2 separate regions of the Gasterosteus aculeatus genome follow, and region 2 is linked to region 1. The links are chromatin contacts, called in public Hi-C maps. All regions are on one chromosome and are shown on one strand. Each heading gives the region's core, a stretch centred on a gene start, on an enhancer-like site or on the middle of the called end of the contact. The rest is flanking DNA. Distances are from core to core; before and after follow the strand shown. Region 1 overlaps afg2a (AAA ATPase AFG2A). Region 2 has its middle 54 kb from the start of spry1.

The links. A called contact is a pair of places that touch in the nucleus more often than the background predicts.
Region 2: a Hi-C map of whole body shows a contact between it and region 1, with 2.7 times the contacts expected there. The contact joins two enhancer-like sites. A contact is called at or near these places in 5 of 6 Hi-C or Micro-C datasets (liver, skeletal muscle, tail fin and 1 more).

Annotation. Positions count from the first base shown.
Region 1 is chr4:3,422,821-3,430,768 of fGasAcu3.hap1.1, reverse strand. All of the region lies in intron 15 of afg2a (AAA ATPase AFG2A), which reads right to left. Among protein-coding and RNA genes, the nearest start is that of LOC144406281, 7.0 kb to the right of the region's middle. Within about 2 kb of position 4,863, at least 2 of the 9 cell types and tissues checked have open chromatin away from gene starts, as enhancers often do.
Region 2 is chr4:3,520,054-3,528,001 of fGasAcu3.hap1.1, reverse strand. No RefSeq gene overlaps it. Among protein-coding and RNA genes, the nearest start is that of spry1, 54 kb to the right of the region's middle. Within about 2 kb of position 3,506, at least 5 of the 9 cell types and tissues checked have open chromatin away from gene starts, as enhancers often do.

The DNA.
Region 1 (7,948 bases), core at 3,614-6,113:
AAAACTCTTCTGATTTTATGTCACGCTGACTCTTTTTTTTTGATCTATTTGTGGAGAACAATGTGCACGGAGCAACATTCGCCAGGACGTATTTGAAGAGTTTTGTGACTCTTTGGCTCACTTTGTTACCTATTTCTGGAACCGCTGCCCGTCTGCTATGACCACAAAATAAAAAATAAAAATAACAGAACATGCCCGGTGCTTCCTCCTTTTACAATGAGAGCACACAGACAAGTGCTCCGGGTCGCTCTGCCAGATGAACACCATTACTCGGGCCCCCCGGGCCTCGTGTGCCCCCCCGCGGCCTCCCTCAGGTCAACGTGCTCAACGTTTCCCTGCAGCTCTCCAAAGCAAGCGTATTGGTTAACCACCCGAACCACTCGAGCATAATGCAATCTCCCGTTCTCCGCACAGTAAATGTGCTGGCAGCCGTCCACGGAACCTAATCCAGGAAGGGGAAACGTTCCTGCGAACAGACCCTTGTTGAAAATGTCTAATGAATGGTTCCTCGTCTACTCCGAATGATGTGCAGTCTCTAAAAGTTTTCCAAATAGTCCCCCGGTTTGTGCTTTTTTTTTCTTCTCTCGCTAACGAACCACCAACAAGGGAGCGCGGCGCACTGACAGAGCTTCCTCTGTGCACGAGCGGCCCTGGAATGTGCACCGGGGATACAAGCAAAGCACTGAAATTATAGTCCTGGCAATCGCTAAAGAAAATAAAATTGATGCAATCTGTCGAGCATGCAGCTTTTAATTAGTGGCTTCCGTCTCCTAATTTCTCTCCGTTTCCCTCCGCCTTAATTTGGGACCGGACCAATTGGCCGCGCTGCGTTTAGCGCGCCTTGTCCGTCTGCGGAGAGGCCGCCGTAATCAAGGCTCGGAATGAACGTTTTTCAAGGGCAGCGCAAAATGTCCGCAGAGGCCGGTCCTCCTTCCTTCCTTCTTTTTTGGGCTTTCTTTAAAAAGGAAACAAAAGTGCAGGGATCACTGGGGGAAAAGAGCTGCGCGGTTGTCGTGACCATCGTTTGGGTTCAGGTCTTACACGCCGTGCGTTCTTGGGAGAGTGTGACGGTGGAAAAGCCTGAATCTCTTACTTACCAGTGTTGTCGGGCCAAAGGTCAAACCCGTAGACGTACAAAAAATAGAAGACAAATAGTTGCCTTGTATAGTGATTGTGTAGAAGAATGCAAGACAACGTGAATCGGCTCTCCGGAGGGAATATTCAAGGCCACATTCATTTGCCTGTGCAACAAGCCCTCTTCATAATGCCTCGTGGAAAGTGCATTATCTCAACGCAAATGTTTACCTGTGGCCCAACAACTGACTCATGTTTATTGCACACAACAAAAGCCAACACAAAGACACTGAAGCTCACCGTGGTGCGTTTACAGCCGGCCTATGTGGTCTTTTAGTGGTTTTGTGCAGATGAGTAAACACTCCTATGTAACAGTCCATTCAGGGTGCGTGAGGTTAGGGGACTCGGGTGAGCCGGGGACGGACGTCCCTCGGTCGCTCCATGCGTCCTCTTGGCTACGGCCGAGAAAAAGAAAGGAAAACAAAGACAGCTGGAACGCCGTTAAAAAGTAGCAACGGACGAAAGGGGATTGATAAGAGCGTTGAGATCTCCCCCCCCCCCCCCCCCACAAACAACCGCTGCTGGACTTTGAGAATGCCGGAGAGATAAGTGTGGGAAAGGGAAGAGGAAAAAGAAAAAACACAGAACCACAAAAACAAGGACAGGAGGAGATAAAAGCGCAGAAGGGAGACTGGTTGGCTGCTGACGGCTTGCAGCACCGGCACAGAGGAGCAATCATTTGAGGTCAGGGACGGGTCTGGTTGCCCGGCACTACTGGATTCTTTCTCTCACACACACACACACACACACACACACACACACACACACACACACAGTGTGTCCTCCTCTCTCATGTTTAGTGTTTCCAACAGGCACATCTTCTTGTTACTGGGGCAACTTAAAGAAATATATTACACAGAAATCCCGATCTCCTCACAGCAGTGAGGCGGCAGTCAATCAAGCAGTGTCAAAAAAACAAAAAAACATCAAATGACTTAAAACTCAAGAACATCTAAGAACATCCCATGTTTGGAGTTTGGGGGCTGAACAGGTTTATTTTGTGTGATTCCTCGTGTATCCTCCCGGAGGCCAAAACGCAACCAACAAAACGAGAGCAGAAGCACGTAGCGAGCGCTCAGCCGGGCTCGATGAAGACACCCGTGGGGGGGGGGGGGGGGGGAATGAGACGCAGGTCGGCCACCGATGTGAGCGGTGCCTAAATTATGAGGGGCAGAAAATGAGGGAGGCGGGAGAAAGCGAGAAAAAAAAAAAAAAGAGGAGGGGAAGAAGGAGCCTGAGAAAGAGTACAAAGTTCCTCCATTCTGCTTTCTGTCAGCGACCAGCCGGTCCGAAGCTCGCTCGCTCTCTCTCTTTCTCTCTCTCTCTCTCTTTCTCTCTCTCTCTCTCTCTCGCTGTCTGTTTACAATTACCGCGTCGCGAATGAATCTTCCACGATTGACCGCTCAGCTGGCAGCCCCAAGCAGTCAGCAACAAGGGAGCTATTAGTGGAGGAACTGAGGAAGGAAGGAAGAGGGGAAAGCCAGAAAGGGAAGGCAGTCCAGCTCGGAGGCCCAGGAGGGAGTGAGGGAGGAGGAGGGGGGCGGCTTAGTCGAGGGAGAGAGGGGAGGTGAGGCGGGTAAGTAGTGCGGTGGGGATCAGTGGGGCAATGGATGGGCGATAGAAGGGCCACAGCTCCCTGAGGCGATCAGGATCCCAGAGGAGGAGGGAGAGGAAGAAAGTGTAGCATTTCCCCCCCCCCAGCGAGAAGACGAGATGAAGGAGATTAGTTGTGGGGTCTGGCCTGGAGGACACTGGTCAGGCAGCCTCTCCAATTCTTTCATTTCTCGGGGCAACAGGATTTAGGACGGACCCGCCCCGTAGCCCCCCGTCACCAGAAACACATCAGAGTTTTTCGTGGGTGTGACCCCCCCTTGACCACAGTCAGGGTTTCCTTTTTCTGGGCTTGAGAGTGTTTCTGGGGGCTTCCTGATAGACATTAATTACTCTGACTACAGAGATGACATGGAGAAAAAAAAAAGGAAGCTCCAAGCCGTCACTTGTTTCCTCAAAGTTGAACTAGTCGGCAAAGTTCAGTCTTTTTTTTTAATTGGTTGCAACTAATCACTCATATGCATCGTTCCTCAAGAACACGCAAAAAGCTGCCAAAGGCCTCAGTGTCCGAAGGCATCTCCTTGACCCTTCACCCGCAGCGATGTAAACGTGCAGCTGGGCCACACAGAAGGGCTGCAGAGGGATCCACGTCCCTTCAGCCACGTTGGGCAACTTAAATCTTGATGAAGACGACGGAGGCCGGCGGAGGACGCTCATCGACATTGGACACAACGGCGCATTTGTCTCGCCGTCTTTCACACTGCGGCTCCTTTTGCATCATCATCGCTGCGCCTCCTCCTCCAACTCCCATTTCAAATCCGCCCAGAACTTACACCTGGTCCAGTTGTAAGCAGCTCCTAATGTGGTGTCGGGATCCGCGGAGCACAGAGCCGGGATCAGGAGGTTCAGCTGCAGATATCTGGGACTTACAAAGGGGGTATTATTTGTTGCAACCCCCACCCCTCCCTCTTGGGCCCCCTGCCAGCTTCTATTCTGTACGTCGGTCTGGATACCAAGATGGTGGCGAATGATGACTTCTTCCTCTCGCCCCGGGCTTCACACGGACTAGAGGACGACCGGGCAGAACGTCTCACGAGCCCGCAGCTCATCGAGCGCAAAGGTTTTCAATTACTGGCCTAAGACGCCGGCGTTAGCATCCCTGATTGTAACAACGTGTAATGTGTAACAGAAATCTTATATTTCAGTGAAAATATATATTTTTTGGAAATTAAGGGGAGCCATCTCGGATTTGAGGGAACAAAAAGCCAAGAAATACAAATAGCCAAGAGGCATCAGAAGTAACGATATGGACATTGAAATGTATTCAGAAACACTGAGTTCCATAAATCAACACAGTACAATGTGATCCGGTCAAACTAAATAAGTTGTACCCATTATTCTTTATTCTTATGTTCTGATTCAGTTCTTATGAATGATTACATCATATTTAAGTCAGCATATTCTCTAACAACCAATTTACTGGGACACTTTTCTGTAGATTGGGACACTTTCTCCACATGTGTCGGCACCGTACTTGGTCTGTGTTTGGTGGGGGGGGGGGGGCATGTCGTTTCAGGCACGCGTGAAATAGAGCCGTGAAATACAAGCCGGCGAGGCCAGTTTGAGTAGTAGATTTATCAGCTTGAAGGCTTATCGGATGCTGAAAACACAGCATAGTGCGGTACAATACTTGGAGATGGGGGGGGGGGGATACTTGGAGAGTAAGTAGATGTGACTGTCTGTTAAAATGGATTGTTTCTGTTTAACAGTAGCATGTGCATGGACTGGATAGTAGCCACACTGTGTCATTGTGACGTGTGTTTTGCTTACTGGTCATCCAACATCACCCCACATCCAACATCACCCCCCATCCAACATCACCCCCCTGCTGTGTCTAAAGGGACAACACAAAGAGCACGGACGGATCAGACAAACACAAACGGGCAAAACCATATACAGAGAAAGGCAATTTTAAAAAAAGGCACTAAAGTCAGACTGAGGCGTAAAAAAGAGGGAAATATACTGTGTGCAGCTGTAGAGCAGGGAGGGGGGTGGAGGGCGTTGTGGGGGGGGGGGGGGGGGGGAGCATTTGTGAGAATAAACGAGATTTCCTGAACTGAGAGCATTCCAAGGGCGCCGGTGGTCTCGGCTTGCCAAGAGGCAAGACGACACATGCTGGAGATGTCTGCCAGGTAGCAGAGCACAAAGAGCCCTCATTTCCTCCCTACCCCCCCCCCCCCCACACACACACACACACACACACACACACACACACACCGTCCTCGTGTCTGGGGAAGCTGACTGAGATGCAGATCGTCGTTAGAATAATAAAGCTTGACTCCTTCAACAAAGAGAGCACTTGGTTGACAAACGGAAATGATGAAAAGGAACAGATACAAACCTCCAACCCGGAGGATGGCGCTCTCAGAGGGCCACGCTGTAGTTTGAAAGGCGTTAAAGTTGTTGCCTGGCGTGTATTTCTGACAGGCCGCCCCTCCTGCTGTGCCTAATATACTGCATCCTGCAGTAACTTTGGAGTTTTCTTCTAATGTGGCCAGAGCTGGGCTGGCAGGTCGGTTTCTTCATCGGAGGCTTTTTGCGGTGGTATTCTTGTACACACGTGTAAGCTGATACTAATACAGCCCTTGAAGTTTGATACTTGCCTGGGGATCCTACCCCCCCCCCCCCCAATGCTCACAAACACACATGCACACAGCTTCCCAGAGCTCATCCATCCCTCGGTGCTATCCCGTTACGTGCATAGACACACACACACACACACACACACACACACACTTTTTGTTTTCTTTTGCCACTGTAGCTTCGAAAGCCACAAGCCAAGACTCTCGCTCTGCCTTCTAATTACTGCACCATAGAAACACAACCGGGGCCGGAAATACTTCCAATACCCTGGAAGCAGGACGGCGGGCGAGCGGCGTTTGAGCAAAGCAAAGCTCGCTGGTCGATACCGAGAACTCAAACCCGCGCTGGCGACCAGCCGGAAGAGAAGAGCGCCGCGTTCAATCAGAGAGAAAACGCCAGGAGAGATTCCATCGCGCTCGTCACCAGAAGAGAGACAAGGATGTCGGGCCGACGAAAAATAAAACGCGGCCTGTTGCGACTGGCCGGCGGGAGGGTTTTCTCCAAAAAAAAGGTATTGACGCAGCGAAACGTTAAGGAGGCGTGAGGCCAAGTTCGATTTCTTTACTTTGGAGCCAGAAGGGGTTACAACTTCCACTCTGGGACCCTCGGTCGGGGAAAACAAGGCACTTGTCCGATTCAACGACGATTCCGCGAGAACAGCTTCAGAAAAATGAACGTGCGATCTGCTCGTATGATTTTATAACTCATTTGGTCGCTGTTGTCTTAAATAGTCATGAGGGGGAAAACAAATATGCTGGTTCACCAGGCATGTGATGAAAGTGTAAATCATTTGCAAAACACCACTGATTAAATCTGGGACACACACACACACACACAGTGACATGAGCTTTAAATGCAACAGAACGAGAGGAGAGGAGAAAAAGAATGATCAAAGGTCCACTTAGCTTGTGCCTGAATATTTACCAAGTGGCTCGCTAATTGCAGTCTGGGGGAATTCGACTGTGATTACAATTAGCAAACGTCCAGACCGGCTCGGGAAAACACTGGCAGATGTTGGTGCCGCGCCGACTGGCCCGGTGGCGGCTGTTTACTTTGCACGAGTGGCGCTGAAGCCCCGGCGAGCCACGGAGTGGAGCTCCGTGGAGTGAATGCGCCTGAGGGCAGACGTTATGAATCACGGCGGCCGCGGTCCGCTCAATGGACGTTGACAAAAAAGAAGGAGCTCTAACTCGGTAAAAAACAAGAGGAAGAAGAGCAAGAAGAACCACGAGACCGCGGAGGCTCGTGAAACATCTCACAAGGCCTCGCAGGTCTCAGCGCTGAGGAGCTTTCAGCTATATTTGGAGACAACAGTGAAATGCAGTGCAAGTTGCACAAGGTATCGTAAACCAAATACAACGGGAATACTACGGAATCCTCCGCCGGGCCGTGAGTCAGCCTGCGGCCCGTTGTCATGTGGTGAAACTCCTTTCAGCGCGACGTGCTCCCCGCTGTCGCCCGCACCACAAAGACAGTTGGCCACAATTAGTCACGGCTTTTATCCGAATTCCTCGTATCCCTTTGAGTGCGCACTGTGTTCCTCAGCGGAACGGGTTCCTTACTTCACCGGGAGCGCCTGCATTTACTCCGTCGTGCCTTTTTTAATCCGTAGCGATTGTCAGCATTGTCAAAACTGTGAAAAGAACTGACCCGTGTCCGGTTTGGCACCACCTCCTGTTCAGAAGCCACATTACAGTACAAAGCAGGAGGGGAGTGGGGGGGTGGGGGGGGCACTGACATATGCAATGAATAAATGCTGTTGATTGCTTTGTTTTCTTGGTCGAGATGCATTCCAGACAGCAACACAGGAATAATCCATGTTGGAGTGGAGACGAGTGCTGGGATCTACTGCAGCCGTCATCTCCTCGCTCTCCGCAAAGGCCCCAGACTCCTCTGAGAGAGAACATCCGTTTGACCTCTCAGAAGCCGCTTTGGTTGGTCTTCTGAAAGCTGGTACAACTCCCTCCTCGGAGGAATCCCGACCATCAGCCGCTATAATGTCAACCGTTCACCATTTCGGTTTAGCGTGTACTTGCCAATTGAGGAACCCCTCGGGTCAAGGCGCTAGCATGGCTTCTTAAATGTACGTATTGTCTGGGTTTTACATCTTTGTTATCAGAATAATACATTTAAAATGCATCACGTGATCGTTGAAACCACTCCACGCGTATTTTCCTGACTGCGGATGTGTATTGACAGGATAGTCAGGGCGTCACAAGTGTCAAAGTCTCATCGGCCACATTAATTGTTCCTTTTAGAGTTCCAGGATGGAGGTGTTGCCCATTCGAATGCCTGTTTGGTGTTCAGCCCCCCGATCTGATAAAAGCCCAGTTGGGAACTTGTGTTCCCAAACAAAATGCCCATCTGCTTGTCATCATCTCCACTGTAAGCAGTCCTGATAGATAACGCCTGGCACACATTTGGGTAAATACACATAGGAACTTCGGTGAAAAAATAGACACCATCTCTCCTGAGGAATAAGCGACCAACAGAAAACAACCGGAGGAGTACAAATAAATAAATTAAAAGTCCAAACGAGTGGAGTGGTGGAGCGGTAAGCCTAAAAAGTGGCTGAAAAGCGACGCCTGGGTGTTTGAGCCATCAACTGGAGGGACAGCTG
Region 2 (7,948 bases), core at 2,257-4,756, 99 kb before region 1:
GAACTTACAGCAGCGTGCATCTCCCGACATTTTATATATATATATATATATATATTACACAACTGTGAGGTGTGAGAAGTAAACACAGACCAAAAAGGTTTGGAGGCGAAGTGGAGAATTGTAGGAGAGCTTGGCTTGAAATTTCTCCTCACGTGAGCATCAGTAGAGTCCCGAGTTATTCACCTTCACAGCTGTGAGTTACAGTTATTTGCGCTGCTTCAGGTGTTCACGGCTTCCACAATCTGTCGGGTACGGTCATGTGATGCCGCGTAGGACGACGCGCGTCCACCGTCTCCACCTCCCGCGGATGGCGAGGGCGTCAGCAGGAGGAAATCAGACAGCAGATCTTTGCATTCAGAAGAACCTGAGCAGCAAATCAGCATATTGTTCACCATCAGCGTATTGACCCCGATGCTCTAAAGATAGACGACAAGCGCACACACTGTGTGTGAGTGTGTGTGTGTGTGTGTGTGTGTGTGTGTGTGTGTGTGTGTGTGTGTGTGTGTGTGTGCTCACACCAGCTCTACTGCTTCCTCCTCCTTTATCTACGCCGGCTCCTCGGCGAGGTGGAGATAACCCGCCCGGCTCGGGCTGCTTTGATGCTTTTCCCTTTCTGACAGCACCAAACAAGGCGAAGGGGAAACCCACATGTTGTGCCCCCCCCGAGGGCCTTCCGTCTCCAAACTTATCTTCAGCTGTGTGATGTGGGACCATCGCTGAGATCAAATCGTTCACTAACGCCCTTTTGTTCCCAGAGCGCGGCTGGAGGAATCAACCGCTGCGGCTCGTTGGAGAAAGACGCCCTCGTTGTGTTGATAAGGATTGAGGAATGATGCAAAGCACGGACGCACAAGTGGCAACTGTGGGACAACGCACGGCTGGGGGGGGGGGGGGGGGGGCAATCCACGGGTGTAAGTGGAGCGATTATCCATTGGCTTTGTTTGGATCTCACCACTTGGCTGTTGCATAATAGAAAGTTCATGGGACACACACACACACACACACACACACACACACACAGACACACGCATGCCAAAGCGTGTGCAGGCCTGCGCTCTGAGTGCTATCGAGTTCATGTCGAAAACGCCATCGACAGGGAGGAGGATCCACGGGGGCCTCGGTTTAGAAGATGAAGGAATCCTTTGCTGTAGTTCCAAGGATGAGAAAACATCAAAATGAAGGCGTCGAAAAAAGGGATAAATGATAATAAATAAATAATAAAGTGTGTGTGGTGACACGAGTGACAAACTTTTCCAAGAATAAGAACGTCAGTCATTGGCTTTCTCACAATTTATACGTGATTATGTTTTGGAAGTTGTACATTATATTGTGTGTATTGTATTCATGAGACCATATTTGTTGTTTCTTTTAGCTGGGATGATATTCAACAACCCAGTTTGTTAATGTCATCGGGGGAAAAAACTATGGAGCACATGGAGGGTGGATTTATTATGAGGAGTAAAGTTTGATAATATTTCATATAATACAATTAAGAATATATATATTATGCATAGAAAAACAGATTTTTCCGTCGTCTGCGAAATGAGTCACAATTATACCAGAAAAAAACCTATTCGCTATTCATCAATCATTCATTTATTACTCTGTGTTGATATTTATAAAACTACACAGAAAGAATGTGAAAGTCTTGAGTCCAACACCAATTTAAGGCTAATCCAAATTTTTTGTTTGTGAGTGATCTGAGAGAATATCCCATATTCGTGTAGTAAATGTAGTACTTTGATCTGCAGGAGCATTCAAACAGTATCTGTATCTGTTATGGAGGCGCTTCAGAGTACTCGGGTTACAGTTCTTCATTTTCTGATTGTTCCTTGATTTAAAACCTCAACGACCACAAACGACCGTTTGGCCGTGAGTCTAATGAGATAAAACCCTGCCAGTCAAATCCTCAGCGGACACAGGAGGCCTGTGCGTGGACAGAGAGACAGACGCAGGCAGTGTGACGTCAAATAAACATTTCATTGAGGGCGAGAGAAAGACGGGCAGTCAGGAGACGGACGAGACGACGGCAGCTGTGCGGCCGGGCGGGACAGCTGTGGTCTTCTGGAATGTTCTGTCATTTCCCTTTTGACCTAAACCAAAGTCCGTACGTCCACGGAGAGCCGCCTGCCGGCCCGTCCACCTCCACAGCGGGCCTTTTGTGTGCGCCTGTCGTCCCCCGACCCCTTTATAGTCTCGCAATATTGGTTTAGGAACAAAGGCGGCTGCTTAATTCACTGGAGCACCTTTGCCAATAAAGCGGCCGGGCGCCTCCTCGCTGCGTGCGGCGGCCCGGCGCCGCGTGTTGCCGTTTTCATTGTGTCACCACCGCCGGAGACAAATGAGAAGTTACCAGATGGAGCCTGAAAGCGAAGGTAGGGAATAATACAGCACGTCGCCGACGGGGGGGGGGTCCGGCAAACGGTGTTTGCAGTGGATTCAGAGCTCAAACTGGAGGATTCTTTCAATTTGGTTTGATGTAGCAGGTTGTGTCCACGCGGGGAAAGCAGCTTCATTCATCAGGTTTTCATATATAAAGACCAAAACACATCCAAGAGTCGACCTATATATCGCTTTTCAAGACAAACCTCCAACGCAGGTGAACTTCATTTCTAAGCGTGCTCGATGAGTTTTGAGAAAAAGCACCAGGGTTTTGGGTTGATACGAGCATGTCTGTTGGATAAAAGAACTTGTTGCGTGATGTTACACATTGGTTAAGGACATTAACACAATCGTCCACCCGACCTCATCCCTGTCTCAGTCTTCATAGCATGCCCGTTTCATAATGGCGTGCGGGTGGCTCACGCGCAGAAGCTAATGTGGAGTTTGGAGCCAAGAAACACTTTAAGGGAACCCGTGAGCCAGACAGCAGAAACCCAAAGTGTTCCCTTGTCCTTTAAGCATTCTTAACTTACCAGATGTGTTGATGCTCTTTGCTCAAACAAGCGCATGATCCAAGTTTGGACACAGCGAATGTGGCAGCAGCTTCCTAGCAATAGTGATTGGCAACTTGTGTGTAACCTCTGCTGGTGAGTTTGTGTCTTTAGGCGTGCGTTTGTGTACTGTGAGTAACTCGGTGTCAGTAAGGTCATCAGCAGGGTGACAGTATTGAGCATTTGGACACTGACGACAGGCCGGTGAAAGCTGAACTGTCAACAGCAGCTAGTTACCGGAGCTGTTGACCTTCTCTTTTCACTCTTCATCATAAGACAACCGTACGGGTGTTGGAGGATGATCACACTTTTGTTCTGCAACGGAACATTTGATCTGCCGCTTTTACTCAAACGGATTTATGCCCAAGATGCTTCTTTGCAGTTTGATTCGAGTAGAGTTGCTTTAGAACAGCTGTGACGATCTGTCTTTCTCTTAGTGCTCATTGTTTATTCACAGTTTGCTGGATGCAAAGCGTTTTGGCCTTGTGATGGCACTGTTGTCTAACTGTTACTATAAAAAAAATAACAGAAAAGGCTAGAAAAGTGCACTGGTTTGAGTGCAGATCTTTGCCAGGTGGGGGTTTCCTTAAGGTTTAATCACGCCCCCTTACAGACGAGACCACGGCGAATATATCCAACATGGGAACTGAACATTAGGGTATCACAACATATCAGTCACGGAGGTAATCTGCTTCAAATTGAGACCAAACCACAGTTTCTGAAAGACAACAAAAGTGCCTCTTGCCACTTTAGGGATTGACGACCTCCACCCCCCCGATTGGCAGTTAAAAAGGAGTCAAGGGCTGAATGTTTGTCTGAATGGTCCAGTTGTAAGCCACATCAGCCTGTGGACAGACGGGTGCACACGGAAGACATCAACTCTCCACCGGCTTCGGCTGGTGGTGAAATATGTTTTTTTTAGCTCGCTGTCATATTGTCAGTTACTGACACGAACGACCTAGTTCGTGCTGCGGTCGGCTGCCAACTCACGAGAAGTCACGTGGAGCCGCACGTGGAAGATGCACGAGGTGCCGCGAAACAGACCTGGGGATTTGGAAAATCCTCAACGTGAGTTGAACTGATGTTGCTGGGGACGCAGGCATCCCTCTTCGGGCCTCCGCTTCCTCTCTGCTGCTAAACCTGTTACATGGCTGCGGGGTGACACGCGTCATCGACGGCAGCCAGTTTGACGGGCCCTGACACTCGGAGTGCTTTGAGGATCAAGATGACGGTTCCCCGACGAGAAGCTTTCACTGTTGTGGGGGAGCGAGAACATGAACAAAAAAAAAAAAAAAGAAAAGCTGCCGGCTGTCGAAGGCTGTAAATGTAATTTTGTTTCACCTCCCCGAGTTTTCAAAATCAAAGCTTTTTGAACCGCGTCCAAAACCAGCATGTTTGGCCCTGCCACGAGGAAAGACAGCCATGTTATTTATTCCTTAGCTAGAGGTTATACTTAGCGAGGTGTTGAGGGCGCTTCGCATGCCACACCGGGGGGGGGGGGCCCCTCCGCAGCGACGGGCCTCTCCGCCGCCGCCGCCACGCCGCGTTTTCGGGCCTCGGCCGCCGTTGATTGCTGCAGCCGGGAATGCAAACGAGTGCTGCTCGTCAGCCGGGCTCGTGCCCGCTGGCATCTCATCAGCCTGTCACGTTGATGAAATACGCCGCATGTCGAGAGATTGACCAATTTCCATTTCAACTTTTAAACTTTGTCTGGCTCCAGCTAATGATGTAAGAGTTAAATCGAGCATTAAAGTCGTCGAGAGGCTGCAACAAAAACCACCAACAGACTCCGATACGTTTCCTGAATTCCTGCACTTATAAGGTCAAGAGCAGCTTGCTAAGCAGGGATTGACAGAGCATTCGTCTTATGGAGATCTGTGAAGGATGGGCCGTATTTTCTGGGTGGATGCTGATTAATAATAGTTTATATTTGATTCAACAACACTACTAAAACAAATAATTACACATGGCTGTGGTCATGGGTGTAGTTATTGACCTCTAGCAAATATGAGGCTTTTGCTTCTTCAGCCAGTTGAGCCTTCAAGTTTTTTTTTAAAATCTACGTCAATAAGATCACAAAAAAACCAACAATCGATTCCTTTTGTTACCAGTGACGACTTGGGCCTTTCACTCAGGCGTTTGAGGTGAAGTACTGAACTGCGGACTCCACCCCGGTTGGGAAACCAACCAAAAACAAGAACCTCGAGTTCCTCGAAAGTGTCCTCGGTTGCTCCTACATTGCAAAAGAGCCCGGCATCAACAATCTTCTCAAAACTCAACTCAAAGGCATTTATATAAGTGTTAACCGTAATAACAACGTGTGGACATGTGCAGAACTTCTCACAACAGAATAACAAAGTGTAACATTGCACAATCTGCTCCTTCCTTCACCGACCTGTGAAGTTTGATCCAAAATTAAGGCCTGCAGTTATCTGCCCCCCCCCTCCCCCTCCTCCTCTCTCTCTCTTATTCTCTCTCCAGGCTCTCAACCTCTGCAAGTCGCGTCATGCCACTCATCCCATTATTACCCCAAAATAAAGAAGCCCATCGCGGATCGCCTCCGCCGAGCCGCTCGGTGTTCGGTTTCGTCCTCGGGGCTCTGCAGTTGTCAGACGCATTTCCTCCCGTGCGGAGACAAACTCATTCTGCATGCGGCCTCCTCTCCATGACAACAACAACAGAGAGATTCTCTCCAAACGTGTCCCGTCAGATTCATCCGCTCGCATCGCCATGGAAATGCGGAGTTGAATACAGCCTGAAGCGCACGAACAAAACACTAAAAGAATTAGAGGACAGAAGAGGCTGAACGCTTCGACTTACACGAGCTGCCGACTCCCATCGCTCTGCTCTCGTCAATCATTTGGAGGCAAATGCTCCGAAAAACTGATTAACCGTTAACTATTTAGATTCTTATCAACGTGATCATGTTTGAGGAAGTAAGAAAGTTGTTGGTGGTGCAGGGTTCAACAAAAGCGTACAACCTGTTTTCCTGTGATGTTGTTTCTTATTAAAGAAATTATATTATTCTTTTATTTCAAGCCATGATGATTTTCCTGAAAAGTTGTGAAGTTGTTTAGTTGCCTGAACATGAAAAACTTCCATAGCGTGACAGTGACACAAGAGGTGGTACCTTCCATAACACCAGCTATATCTAATATCTGTGATATCATATTTAGCTGGTGTTTTCTTCCTTTTGACAACAGGACAATCAAGACACAGGGGAAAAAAAGTGTACAGAAAAACAAGCGGAGTGTCTTTATCGCAAGAATTTGGAGAGCAAAAGGTGTTAAAGTGACAAATGGCTCAAACAATGGAGAACGTGGAGGCGAATGTAATTCATCTCATTGAATTGTTTGGAGGCCGCCGAGGAACACCTGAATGTAAGGACGCCCGTGGGAAATGTTTCTGTGCAAACTAACATACGCGACTAACCGCAGCCGCCATGGCAACCGCGTCAAGCGTGTTTCCAAAACGGGGGGGGGGGGGGGGGGGCGTCCTTCGGTCCACCATCCTGCAAGTTGCAAACAGCACAGGGAAGAAAGAAGTGTTTACACGCGGATGTGGAAGAAGGAAATATTGTTGGTTCAGCTTTCATTTTAAATCGAACGCACTTTGCTTTTCTTTTCCAAATGGAAAATGTTTGCTTCTTGTCTGCTGTCAGATCCATTAACTGACTTGATGGTTGAGAGAGCCTAATTAGCAGCGGACATCTGATTTTACTCTTTAAAGCATTCCAGAATAACCGTAGCAACGCAGGATGATATTGTGCGTGCCGAGTCTAATAAATACACACATGTGCGTATGTGGTGTTTGCAACGATTGCATCGTATTGAGAATCATCGTCAATGGTACGGAAAGAAACAGAATTTATACTGATAAGCAACCTTCTACACCTAGAAGCTTCACCACTGCACTTTTTGGAGGGGTGCCTTGCTCAAGGGAATCTAGATAGTGGTTGTGAAGCGACGAGTGATACGAGTTATCACTTATTAGGCTAAACCCTTTTGGAAGATTCCACTTATTTAATCTGAACTTTGCTCTGGACGAGCTTAGAACAATCAGCCCAAATTCATGTCCACGTAACGTCGACTCCCAAAAGGTCGAAAAGGTGGATTTCTGACCTCAATGCAATGTTCTTCGTAAAGTTCTTACAAAATAAATTATTCTTTTCCCCCGAAAAAAAACCCATAACTCCGCTTATTCACTCGTAATTTATTCTCCTTTGCCAGAGTTTTGTCAATCACAACTTGTGCCACAAGTGCACTCGCAGCTCCCATGATGCCTCTGGCTCTGGTCGGCAGCTGAGAGTCAACGGTTAGGCCAAGGCCAAGGCGGCTGGGGGGGGGGCCGAGCACACAGAGGGGCTCTGACAGGCTCCTTCTCTGATGGCCTCATGCGCCTTGTCGGTTGTGATAAGTCGCTTTAATAGAGAAAAACAGACGCAGAGCCGAGCATGCGAATGGGGTGATTGGGGCACGATTTCAGACGAGGGGCAGGAAGCCCGCCAGCTCTTTCCTAAAAGTCTTTGCACCCCACCCCCACCTCACGCCCCACAGCGTACCCGCCTCTTCACCTCGTCTCGCCATCAAACCTTCACCCTCCACCAAACAGCCTTCCCCATTCGCTGCGCCAAGGACTTGCAGAGTTATTCTAACCAGTTGATTTCCCGACAGGACGACCAACAGAATCCCCCCCCCCCCCCCCCCCACCCCAACTCCCCCCTTCCAGCTCCGCTTTCTTAATAACCCCACAGCGATATGAAGGGAAAAAAAGGGGAAGAGGGCGGTGGGGGGGGGGGGGCTTTTGTATTAACAAGTCCAAAAGTGCAGACAAAACACGTCTGTGAACACAACGCAGCTTTCACACATTAAGAAATCTGTCCTCGGTCCGGAGGCATTTGATAGTTTCATTTCGGCACGGATCCCAGAGGGGCCCGAGCGCAGCTGCGTCCATTCTGCTCCTCTGTTTTGGAGAGAAAAAGGCCGGCAGGCCGGCAGGCAGGCAGGCAGGCAGGC